Linked DNA regions of Pan troglodytes: regions 1 and 3 are each linked to region 2. Evidence: chromatin contacts called from public Hi-C data. All regions are on one chromosome and are shown on one strand. The core of a region is the stretch at or near the end of the contact, and the rest is flanking DNA. Distances in the headings are between cores, read along the strand shown.

What was found. Hi-C and Micro-C count contacts between places; a contact is called where the count stands out from the background.
Region 1: a contact with region 2 is called in a Hi-C map of stem cell-derived neural progenitor cells, with 8 times the contacts expected there. The contact joins the promoter of PTCH1 here to the enhancer-like site in region 2. A contact is called at or near these places in 1 of 7 Hi-C or Micro-C datasets (stem cell-derived neural progenitor cells), 1 of 1 datasets of contacts at active chromatin or transcription factors (stem cell-derived excitatory neurons) and 1 of 1 other capture datasets (stem cell-derived neural stem cells).
Region 3: a contact with region 2 is called in a Hi-C map of stem cell-derived neural progenitor cells, with 4 times the contacts expected there. The contact joins the promoter of FANCC here to the enhancer-like site in region 2. A contact is called at or near these places in 1 of 7 Hi-C or Micro-C datasets (stem cell-derived neural progenitor cells) and 1 of 1 datasets of contacts at active chromatin or transcription factors (stem cell-derived excitatory neurons).

What each region holds. Positions count from the first base shown.
Region 1 is chr11:42,986,275-42,989,497 of NHGRI_mPanTro3-v2.0_pri, reverse strand. It overlaps PTCH1 (patched 1), which reads right to left and starts at 1,302. Exons shown (of 24, transcript XM_016961227.4): 1 at 806-1,302. The coding sequence starts at 808.
Region 2 is chr11:42,290,603-42,294,104 of NHGRI_mPanTro3-v2.0_pri, reverse strand. No RefSeq gene overlaps it. Among named protein-coding and RNA genes, the nearest start is that of HSD17B3, 89 kb to the right of the region's middle. Within about 2 kb of position 1,539, at least 10 of the 24 cell types and tissues checked have an H3K27ac peak or open chromatin away from gene starts, as enhancers often do. A contact at or near this core is called in stem cell-derived neural progenitor cells, where this site is marked.
Region 3 is chr11:43,184,472-43,187,839 of NHGRI_mPanTro3-v2.0_pri, reverse strand. FANCC (FA complementation group C) reads right to left here and starts at 2,091. Exons shown (of 14, transcript XM_024345774.2): 1 at 1,666-2,091.

The DNA.
Region 1 (3,223 bases), core at 53-2,552, 700 kb before region 2:
CACTCTGCACTCTAAGCACTGGGCTGGTCGCCCATCTCTGTAAGGGTGGCAGCCACCCAAGCGCCTGAATCGGTGGGCATAAGAGTCACACACACCACCTCTCTTACCCACCGCCCCTTCCAGAACTCCAAAAGCCTCTCTGGCCCTTTTCCCGCAGCATGGGAGGGGAGGTGGGTAAGGTGCGTCTCTTCTAGCCCGGGTGTCCCGCACCCCTAGGCGTGCGTGCGGGCTCGAGAGCGGGTCTGCGGGGCGCGAGCGTGCCCTTCCCTGCGGCTGCGGCTGCTCCCGCGAGCTGGCGGCAGCGGCTTCCGCGCGCGCGCTCTGAGCCCCCTCCCCTCGGCGCTGTCACTCTCCGCACCAGCCCTTCCATCACCAGCTCTGCCTCCGCTGGCGAGTCAGTAGCCACCACCAGGCTGATGAGCGGAAGCCAAGGTGGCGACCCTTTCAGGCGTGAAAATGGGAGCTCCGGCGACCCCCTCCGTGAGAATTCCCCCCGGAGCCGTTCCTCAGCCGGGGCCCGCCGCGGCCAGCCCCCTCCCCGCCACGCGGGGCTGGCCTCGGGGGCGGGGGCCCGGGCGTGCGAGCGAGCGTGGAGGCGCGGGACCCGCGCTCCCGCGCCCAGGCGGCGCAGCCCACCCGGCCCCACGGCCCCTGCGCGCGGCCCGCCCCTCCTGCCCGGCGCTCGGGGCTCGCTCCTCCGTCCGCCGCGCGGGGCGTCCCGCGTCCCCGTGTCCCCGCGCCGCCCGAGGAGCACGGCGCGCGAGGGCGAGGTGGCGTCGGCGGCCGCCGCGCTGGCTGCACTCACCATAGCCGGCCGTCAACCCCTGCTCGGAGCGCGGGTGCCGATGGCGCGGACGCTGGGCTTGGATTTCACATCAATTCCTTTTTTTTCCCTGGCCCCCCTTTCCTCGTCCTCCGCTCCTCCGTCTTCTCCCAGTCTTCCCTCGTCTCCCCCTTGCCTTGTCGCTGCGGGTCTCTTTGTCTCCCCTGTCGTCTTTTTCTTCTCCTCCGTTTTCTTCTTCTTCTCCTCCTCCGTCTTTACAAAAGGAACGGAAAGTGTAAAAACCCCGGCGCGCTGGGCCGCCGGAGGCTTTCGGCGGAGTGCAGCGCGGACTCACAATTACAAGCCTGTTTCTATTAAGCAGTTCCATGGCCCTCGGCGTGGGTGGTCTGCCGCGCCATAGGCAGGACCTGTCAGGGTCACGTGACGGATCCGAAAACTTTACCCCTTTACAATAAACTCAAGGAAAGCAAAGTAAACTCGAGGAACGTGCTATCAGCACAGCCCTCCTGGGTAAACAGGCGCTCCCCTCCCCGCCTTCCTGGGAGGCGCCCTGCCCGGCGAGCTCCCGCGAACCTAGCCACCCTCTCCCCGCCCCCCGCGGCCGTGTTTGCTGGGGGCCGCCGGGCTGGGGGTCTCCGCGCGCTCCCGCGGCTTCTCCACCTTGTGCTCGGCTCCCCCGCCCCCGCAAACATTATTTGCTAACATTTGGCCATCTTGTCCCAATGCCGGTCGGGGGAGGTGTGGGGAAGCAAGGAAGCTCCTTTTAGCATCCTCAGCGCTCCGGGAAGTGGGGGGTTCCCAGAGGACTGCAGAAGAACACCACCTTTCATGCTTGCATTCTCAAAGGCTTTCCTTCTCGCATTCCCACGGAAGCGCGGAAAAGCTGGGAGCCTTCTAGATGACAGGCCTACGGGCCGCCAGGGAGGCGGGGAGCAGGAAAACCGGACAGATCACAGCGCCTTCCCGGGGAAATTTCAGCACGAGATGTGTGCGGATTCCTGTCGGTCCCTCGGAAGCCGTTTCTTCTGAAAGAGACCAAGGTGGCGTCCCTTGGAAACCAAGATTGGTAGCTGGTCCGAAGAATCACGGATTGACATTTGCTCCCTTTCTCTTCTGATTCCTGTGGTTTCTGGGGTATGCCACCCAAATGCTCCCACCTACTGTGCCGTCCTGTGCCAGGCGGCCTTGGGTGACTGGCCTAAACCTAGGAGCTGGTGGGTCGCGCTGATAACCCTGCTCTCGCTCAAGACTGAAGCGTTCTATTCGGGAGCGCCCCCGCTACAATGTCTGACATTTTATCTGCTCAACCCCGCCGCTGGTAGACGGTGTTTCACACGCTGCGTCTTTAAATGGGCCACATTATGAATAAAGATGAATTACAGATACAAGGGCAGGGTAGAGGGAGTGAGAACATTTACTGCAGCTCTGAAGAGCTGACTAGCTGGTCTTGAAATAAAGCCAGACTCTTCTCACTTCATTCTGGGCTGACAGTGTGATTAGGTGTGTGTGTGTTGGGGGCGGGGGGGGGGGGGGGGGGGGCGGGGCGGGGGTAGAAGAGGTGCCCCATGTGTTATTAAATAATAATAATCATCCTAGGAGTTTTGGGATCTCCCTCCCACAAAGATGACATAGCCATTCTTGAGCAGAGTCATTTGAGTTTCCAGAATGTATGTGTTTGAGACACGTTAAGTAATTAAGCATTAGAAGGGGGGCAGCCCTGTGAATTTGGCTGGTCCAGAAGGTCATTTTCATACCAGTGACTTCAGTCAAAAATGGACTCAAATGCATATTGGCTGACCATGGATTCTAAAAGTCACAATAGTTGTAACAACAACAACAACGAAAAACCCAACATTTCCCTTCGAAACACTTCCCCCTGTCTTTTGGTGTCATATCAAAGGGCCCTGTTTATCTATAAATGTGAGTGGGGTTACGAACAGGAAGGTATACATAATCTCCAAATAGAGGGGTCTAGAATATGAGGGAGAAAGGGGGATAAGAAAAAAGAGAAACAGCTGACAAAGGGCATTTAAATGGCCCACAATATACAGTTGCTAGGAAAATTCCAGCAGAACTTGAGGAGTTTGCTTTTTCTAGTTAAAATGAAGACCCTCATGGAAGCACACTTGGCTACATGCTCCTGCTGAGTGGTGGCCAAGGCTGATACTCAAGAGTGGACACTAGTTTTGTGTGGCCTAGGACTTAGGCAGCTTTCAGAGTGAAGGGGGAGGGGGGAGCTTCTTTAGCAACTCAAAACTGCAAACACAAAATTAAGTACAGGGCCTTGAAGTGGCCTGGGCAGGGAGGAGCCCTAAAGCTACCTGGGCTTCTAGGAAATCGCCTTTGTTGAGTGTGCAGACAGGAGGACGACAGAACTACCCAGTCTTTGTGGTCCTGGTGGTCTACGCTGTCCCTTAGTTAGGACTGAATGTGTTCATA
Region 2 (3,502 bases), core at 290-2,789:
CAGCTGCTCCCTGGCAGGGGCAGGGGTGGGGGGTGCACCAGGAAGAACCCAGCACCGCCCCTGGGATTCCGAACAGTCTGATCCTGAGGGAACGTCAGACAAGCCCAAGTTCAGGGACTTCCTACAAGATAACTGGTCCATATGCTCAAAAAATGTCCAAGTCATGAAAAAATGAAGAAAGTCTGAGAAAGTGTTCCAGATTAGAGGAGACTAAAAAGATGCAATAACTAACCCAAGGTGTGATTCAGCAAAGGCCCATTCCTGGGCCTAGGGGAAATATGATGAGGGTCTGTGGAGGATAACAGAACTATATCAATGTTAATTTCCTGATTCAGTCACAAGCCTGTGGTTATTTTGGGGGGAAATATAAACCAAGGCATTTACAGGGCATCAATGTGGGTGAAGGGTGCATGTGAACTCTTTGCATAATTTTTAAACTGCTTTTAGAAGCTTCAAATTATTTCAAATTAAGAAGTTAGAAAAGAAAAATGGCCATTAACTTTATAATCAGAAAAAAGAAATGTTTTAGGACAAAAATATGTCTCTGGTCATAGCCTGTGCTGTGAATCCATGGAGTAGATTCTTGCTGTCAGCAAAGTTCCCAACAGCTGGAGAAGAACAAGGAACAAAAGCCGAGCTGCCCTCCTGAGCTCCCAGGGTCCCAGACACAAAGCTGGCCTCTCAGGCTTTACTGAAAGATAAGTGCTGATAAGGCCTGCGGGTCATCTTCGTCTACGCGGGCCCCCCAGCTCGCTGAGAGGGGCCCGCCCTTCCAGAGCTCAGCCAGACATAAGCCAGAGCAGAGCGTGTTTCTTTTCAGCTGAAAGCTGCAGCTGGTGCATCCACCCTGGGTATGAGCAGACTCGCAGCAGGGTGCCCACCAGAGTGGGGACCTGCAGATGCCCCTGCCCAGAGACGCCGGGAGGCCACAGCCCAGGTCTTCCGGATGGAGACAGAACTTCAGCATTCCGTTTGGATCAGTCCAGAAGAAAAAAAAAAAAAACAAGCAAAATCTCACTATCACTGCTACTAAAACAAGATAAGCTACAAAAACAACTAATGCAACTACTGGCTTACACCCAAGTCTCACCAAGTTCCCCATAAGAACCAAATTCCCCATAAGAACGGCCACAAGGGTGACCACACTGACTAGTTGTCCTAGCCTGGTTGACCACACTGACTAGTTGTCCCAGCGAAGTGTTGCTGGAAACATTGTCAAGGTAAGGTTTGTGCCTGGTCCCTCTTGAGGCCAAGGCTGGAGGTGCCCCCCCCCCCCCGCGTGCGAGCTGGCCGACGGGCAGACCTGGCTGCATCTGGGCAAAAAAAGGCCATCATCGCCATAGATGCTGGAAGCTGCTCTCTCGCCCACTTTAACTGTGGGGGCCTCGGCCCCCCGTTTTTTAACTACTGGAAGACGTAGCCCTGAGTCCAACCTCTTCCACGCCTGGCGATGCAGCTAAGAACGCGGAGCAGGGCTGGAGGGCTCAGCGCCGGCGGGGGCAGGGCGCGGGTCCGGGAGCGGGCGCGGAGGCACGGAGCCACACTGCCCCCTGGCGGCCGTCCCCTGCCCCGCCGGCACCGCCTCCGCGAGGCGGAAGGTTGAATGTCACCCCTGCGTTGCTGAATTCCGGCTCAAGAGTATTAGTGCGGGGCATCGGGTCCATCCAGGGGAGGAGAACGTTCCTAATGCGGAGTCACAAGCCCTACCTTTAAGGTCTGGCTCTGGAACTCTGGGCAAGTTGCTGAAATTCTCTGTTCTCAGCTGCGAAAGGAGGAAAATAATTAAAGCCTGTGTTGTAAAGACCTCACTAGGCGATGTGTGCTCTATAGGCTTTCCCTGCCCCTGACGCAAAGACACACGCACAGAAAGCAAGATCATGAGGGATAGATTTTTTTTTTTTTTTTTTTTTTTGACGGAGTCTCGCTCTGTCGCCAGGCTGGAGTGCAGTGGCTCGATCTTGGCTCACTCCAACCTCCGCCTCCTGGGTTTAAGCGGGTCTCCTGCCTCAGCCTCCCGAGCAGCTGGGACTACAGGCGCTCACCACCACGCCTGGCTAATTTTTGTATTTTTAATAGAGATGAGGTTTCACCATGTTGGCCGGGCTGGTCTCGATCTCTTGACCTCGTGATCCGCCCGCTTCGGCCTCCCAAAGTGGTTGGATAGGCTTCAGCCACCACGCCCGGCCGAGGGTTAGATTTTAACCCAAACACTGTCCCTTCTAATGTTCGCTGCCGCCCAGTGCAGCTCCCAACGCTGACCCGGGTTTCTGGGGTGGAAGCAGCAGAGGCGCCCCCCGCCCCAACTCCCGCGCTCCACCGAGCCGGAGGGCAGCCCAGGGGCAGCAGCCCCACAGTGGGGCCTGAACAGCGTCCGCGGACCCGACCCGCGCTGCGGCCGCGCTGCCCCGCTCCTCTGGGCGCCTCCCCGAGGGCCTCGCTCGTCTGACCCGCAGTACTCTCCGCCCTGCTCCTCGTGCCTTTGGTGGGCGCGTGGCTTCCGGCCTGCGGAGGCTGTGCCTCCTCGCCAAGGAGCCGTTCACTGCCGCGCGTTCGAAAACCCAGCCGCCGGCCGCGCGTCCTGGAGAAGGGGCACGGTCAACTCGCACGCCCTAAGGGCCGGGCCACCGGGGTCACTGCCCGGCCTGCGGGGGCCGTGCCTGGGGCGTAGGAGCAGCGCCCCTCCGCAGGCGCTATGCATGCCTGCGCCCTCTTGCAGGATAGGCCACGAGCCCAACTGCCAGGCGATCGGCCGAGACCCAGAAGGGTGAGAGGGGGAAGCCGCACCCTCTTCGTGGGTGCGATGCTGTGAACGTCTTCCTTCAAGGGAAGAGCGGCTTCTGGACTTTCCTTGAACTCCAGGCGGTGCTAAGAAAGCTTCGTGACTGTGGCAGATGCGGCTCGGCGGCCCCTCCCAACCTGCCCGCGCCAGTTGGGAAAGTGACTCCCCCGCTCCCCGCCAGTTGGGAAAGTGACTCCTTCCTGTGGGCAGAAGGCAGCTGACCTGGAGGGAGCCCTCGGGCTCTGAGAGTCACGCGGGGGGCGGCCTGCTCTCCCGCGCCCCCTAGCGGAGCATCGGCTCACACGCACCTGAGAGGTCGGAAGAGGCGGGCGCTTCTCTGCCTCCCCCACCCAGGCCCCTTGCAGTTTGTATGCCCTCACCCTGGATAAAAGATTTTGGTTCAACTAGAACTATCTTTTCTAGATCTCATTCCTTTATAACTTTTTTGCTCACAGGAAAAAAAAAAACAGGATTATAAAGCCTCTGGAATATGGTCACAGTCGCCAGACTGGGCCCTAGGAGGGCTGAGTTCCTCATTCATTGTTGGTAGAAATATAAAATGGTATGACCCCCTTCCTTTGGAAAACAGTTTGGAGTTTCATAAAATTTTAAACATACACCTGTCATCTGACCCAGCCATTCTACTCCTAGGTATTTACTCAAGAAAAACGAAAACATCTGTCTATACAAAGATTTGAACCTGACTGCTCATAACTGCTTTGT
Region 3 (3,368 bases), core at 842-3,341, 890 kb before region 2:
GGAACTACCTGCTGAAATACGGAACTGGTTAAAAGTACCATTTGTTTTAAAATGTACATGCACAGTTGCACATACATGCAGCAACACATCTTCCACAACCAGCCAATCAATCAAGTTAATGCTTTTTATTAGAGGACAAAACAAAAAATACCAATATAGAGCCTGCTTTTCTTTTCTGATGCCTTGGTAAACGTTTTTGGAGAAATCAAGAGAAAATATGACCGAATAAAGCAAAAATAAATTCAAATGTATAATATACAAAGTATAATTAGTCCAGTTCTCAAGAAGCAGGCTCTTTTACTGGGAGTAGTGGGTTGGTGAAAAAGATCTCTGATATATCTAGGAAAACAAATTCTTTTTCGATGCAGCCTTTCTTGTATATGAATAATGTATATGAGTGCTTATTTCCAGGTGACTCTGGTACAGCACATTACATTGAAACATCAATTCAAGTGTAATGTATAAAGTCGCAATGAACATGTTTTCTATCTAAGCTTAGGTAATGAATGATCTCAACACATGGTATGAATTCTATTGTTTGTAACAACCTTTCAGGGGAGTAAGGAGAAAACGATCTGTTTGAGGGCATATCACTGACAGTGAGTGACAGCCACAAAGAGCTGAAGTTGGGTGGCCCAAAAGTGCTCTGCTCATTTGATAAATGCTAAGTCAAATCACATCACAGTTTAGATGCATTAAATGGGGCACAAGTTAGAATAAAATCAGATGCCCGGGAGTTTTCCAAGTTTCAGATTAGAACAAAAGTCCAGGCACACACAGGACTTTGCTAGAAAACTTCTTGGTCTCTTCCCGTAAGATTCTGGTACCCAATTTCCCATGTTATAAAACTCCAAGTCTTTCCCCCCATTCGGTGCGCTGGACACATAAGATCATAGAGGGGTTCGTAGTTGTAAACGCACCCACTTAAAAAATTAAAAAGAGCAAACCAACAGACAAACAGCACCTGAAAAATCTCTCACGGGCTTTGAAGATATGGCCTGGCGTCCACAAAAAGAGTGGAGGGAAGACACTGGCCTCTGCGAACCCGCCTCCCTCCGGGAATGAAAGGCGGAGGGCGGGAGGGGTAACAGCCGCGCCCCGGGCTCCTCTAATTGGACCTCGCCCCTCCTGGCGCCCCGGCGACTGGGGCTTGGGGGCAGGGGTGTGAGGGACGGGGAGGACGAGGCCAGCTGTAGAGGGCGACCGGCTCAAAGGGGCGAGCTTTTCACGGCTCCCACGGGTCCGAGGCAGAGAAATTCACCTTTGCTCCTCTCCTTTGAAGAAGACATAGCTGCCTGCGCTCAATGAACAAAAAGAACCAAAACGCCAACCCCCGGCTCCCGCCTCTCCGGGGGCTCCCTTCCGCGCGACCCCAGCGCCGGCTCCCGCCCCGGCTTGCCCCGCCCCGGCCCCGCCCCGCGGGCTGGCACCGCCCGCCACCTCCCACCTCCCGCCTCCCGCCTCCCGCCTCCCGCCTCAGCCTTAGCCACAGCCCTGCGCCGGCGGGAACCCCTCTCACCCACCGCAAGGCGCGCCGGGCCCACCCGCTCTCGCGAGCCTTCCCTCTTGCCCCTCGCCTCCTCCTCCCGCTCTCGCCGCTGACGTGTCGGCCAGACCCCCGAGGGAAGCCTCCGCCCTCGCTGCGTTCTGCGGCCTGCCGCTTACCGGGTGGTCCTCGCGGGAGCTGCTTCAGCAGTTTGGGCAGTGGCGGAAAGGAAGCCACCGCCCGGGATCTGTGGCTTGAAAATTTGGCTTTGCCTCGTATCGGCTTTTTGTTTTGAGTGTTTTTGGAATTTTCCCGCGGTCGCTCGGCAGTGGAGCCGCGCGCGCGCACACGTGTCAGCAGTGCATTCTGGGGCCTGGCTAGCGGCCCCGCGCGCTCCCGCGGCGTCGCGGGAAAATTCCGACGAATCTCGGGTCCGTGGGGCGGGGCGGGCGCGGCCAGGGCTCTGGCGGAAGTGGGCCCGGCTGGGGCGGGTTCTAGGCGAGCGGAGTCGGTACTGCTCCAGTGTTCCCGGTTTCGCGCGGAAGCCCCGGCGGGAGCAGGGCTGCAGCAGCAGCGCCCGCGGAGAAGGGGCGCTGGCTTCTTCCATATTCTGTTCAAAATGTAGGGGAGGTAAAATGGAAATTAGTTCTTTTGAAGAAAAGTTGAGGCTTTGTCAACGGGGTAAAACCTCTAAAATAAGATTTTCTAACTGCGTTCTAAACAATAGCAACAAAAAAGGCATCTTCAGTTAATGATTTCCCCTACCGTATATCATCAGTTCCATACAGTGTTTGGTCGGAGTTCAGATCAGTTCAACGCTGTACATAAACCACCCAAACAAATATTAATAGAATTTTCTCCAAACTCCCATTTATGACAATGGCATTAGCTTGTCTTGGTGAATTTTTTTTTCTTCTAGAATCTGACGACTTAAGCTTTAAAATGTCTTAAATCAATGCCTCACAACCATAAATCATAATCATAAAACTACAGCTTAGGTCGGGCGCTGTGTCTCAGGCCTGTAATCCCAGCACTTTGGAAGGCCAAGGCGGGTGGATCACGAGGTCAGAAGATCGAGACCATCCTGGCCTACATGGTGAAACGCCGTCTCTACTGAAAATACAAAACGTTTAACCGGGTGCGGTGGCGGGCGCCTGTAATCTCAGCTACTCTGGAGGCTGAGGCAGGAGAATAGTTTGAACCAGGGAGTCAGAGGTTGCAGTGAGCCGAGATCGCGCCACTGCACTCCAGCCTGGCGACACAGGGAGACTCTGTCTCAAAAAAAAAAAAAAAAAAAAAAAAGCTACAACTTCACATATACGTTCAAAAACACACTACAGGCCGGGCGCGGTGGCTCACACCTCTAATCCCAGCACTTTGGGAAGCCGAGGCGGGTGGATCACCTGAGGTCAAGAGTTTGAGACCAGCCTGGCCAACATGGCAAAAACCCGTCTCTACTAAAAATACAAAAATTAGTGTGTACTCCCGGCTACTTAGGAGGCTGAGGTAGGAGAATTGCTCGAACCCAGGAGGCGAAGGTTGCAGTAAGCCAAGATCGCACTACTGCACTCCAGCCTGGGCAACAGAGCGAGACTGTCTCAACAAAAAACACCACAAAGCTGTGTGTGCTTGTAATAAAAATAGCTCTCAAGTATTTAAACATGTCCAACTATTCCTGTGGTGAAGAAATACCCGTTTTACCAATGAATACTTTCAATTCGGAGACTAATTTGCAGAGGTTATACATTTATAAGTGATACAATAAGTATATAGCATAGCAATAGCAACAATCTGTTTAAGAATTAAAGGTAGTTAAAAAAAGGAACCGATCCAGAGGTTGAGACAAAACTGGCAGAATCTGCAACTACATTAAGGAATTCGG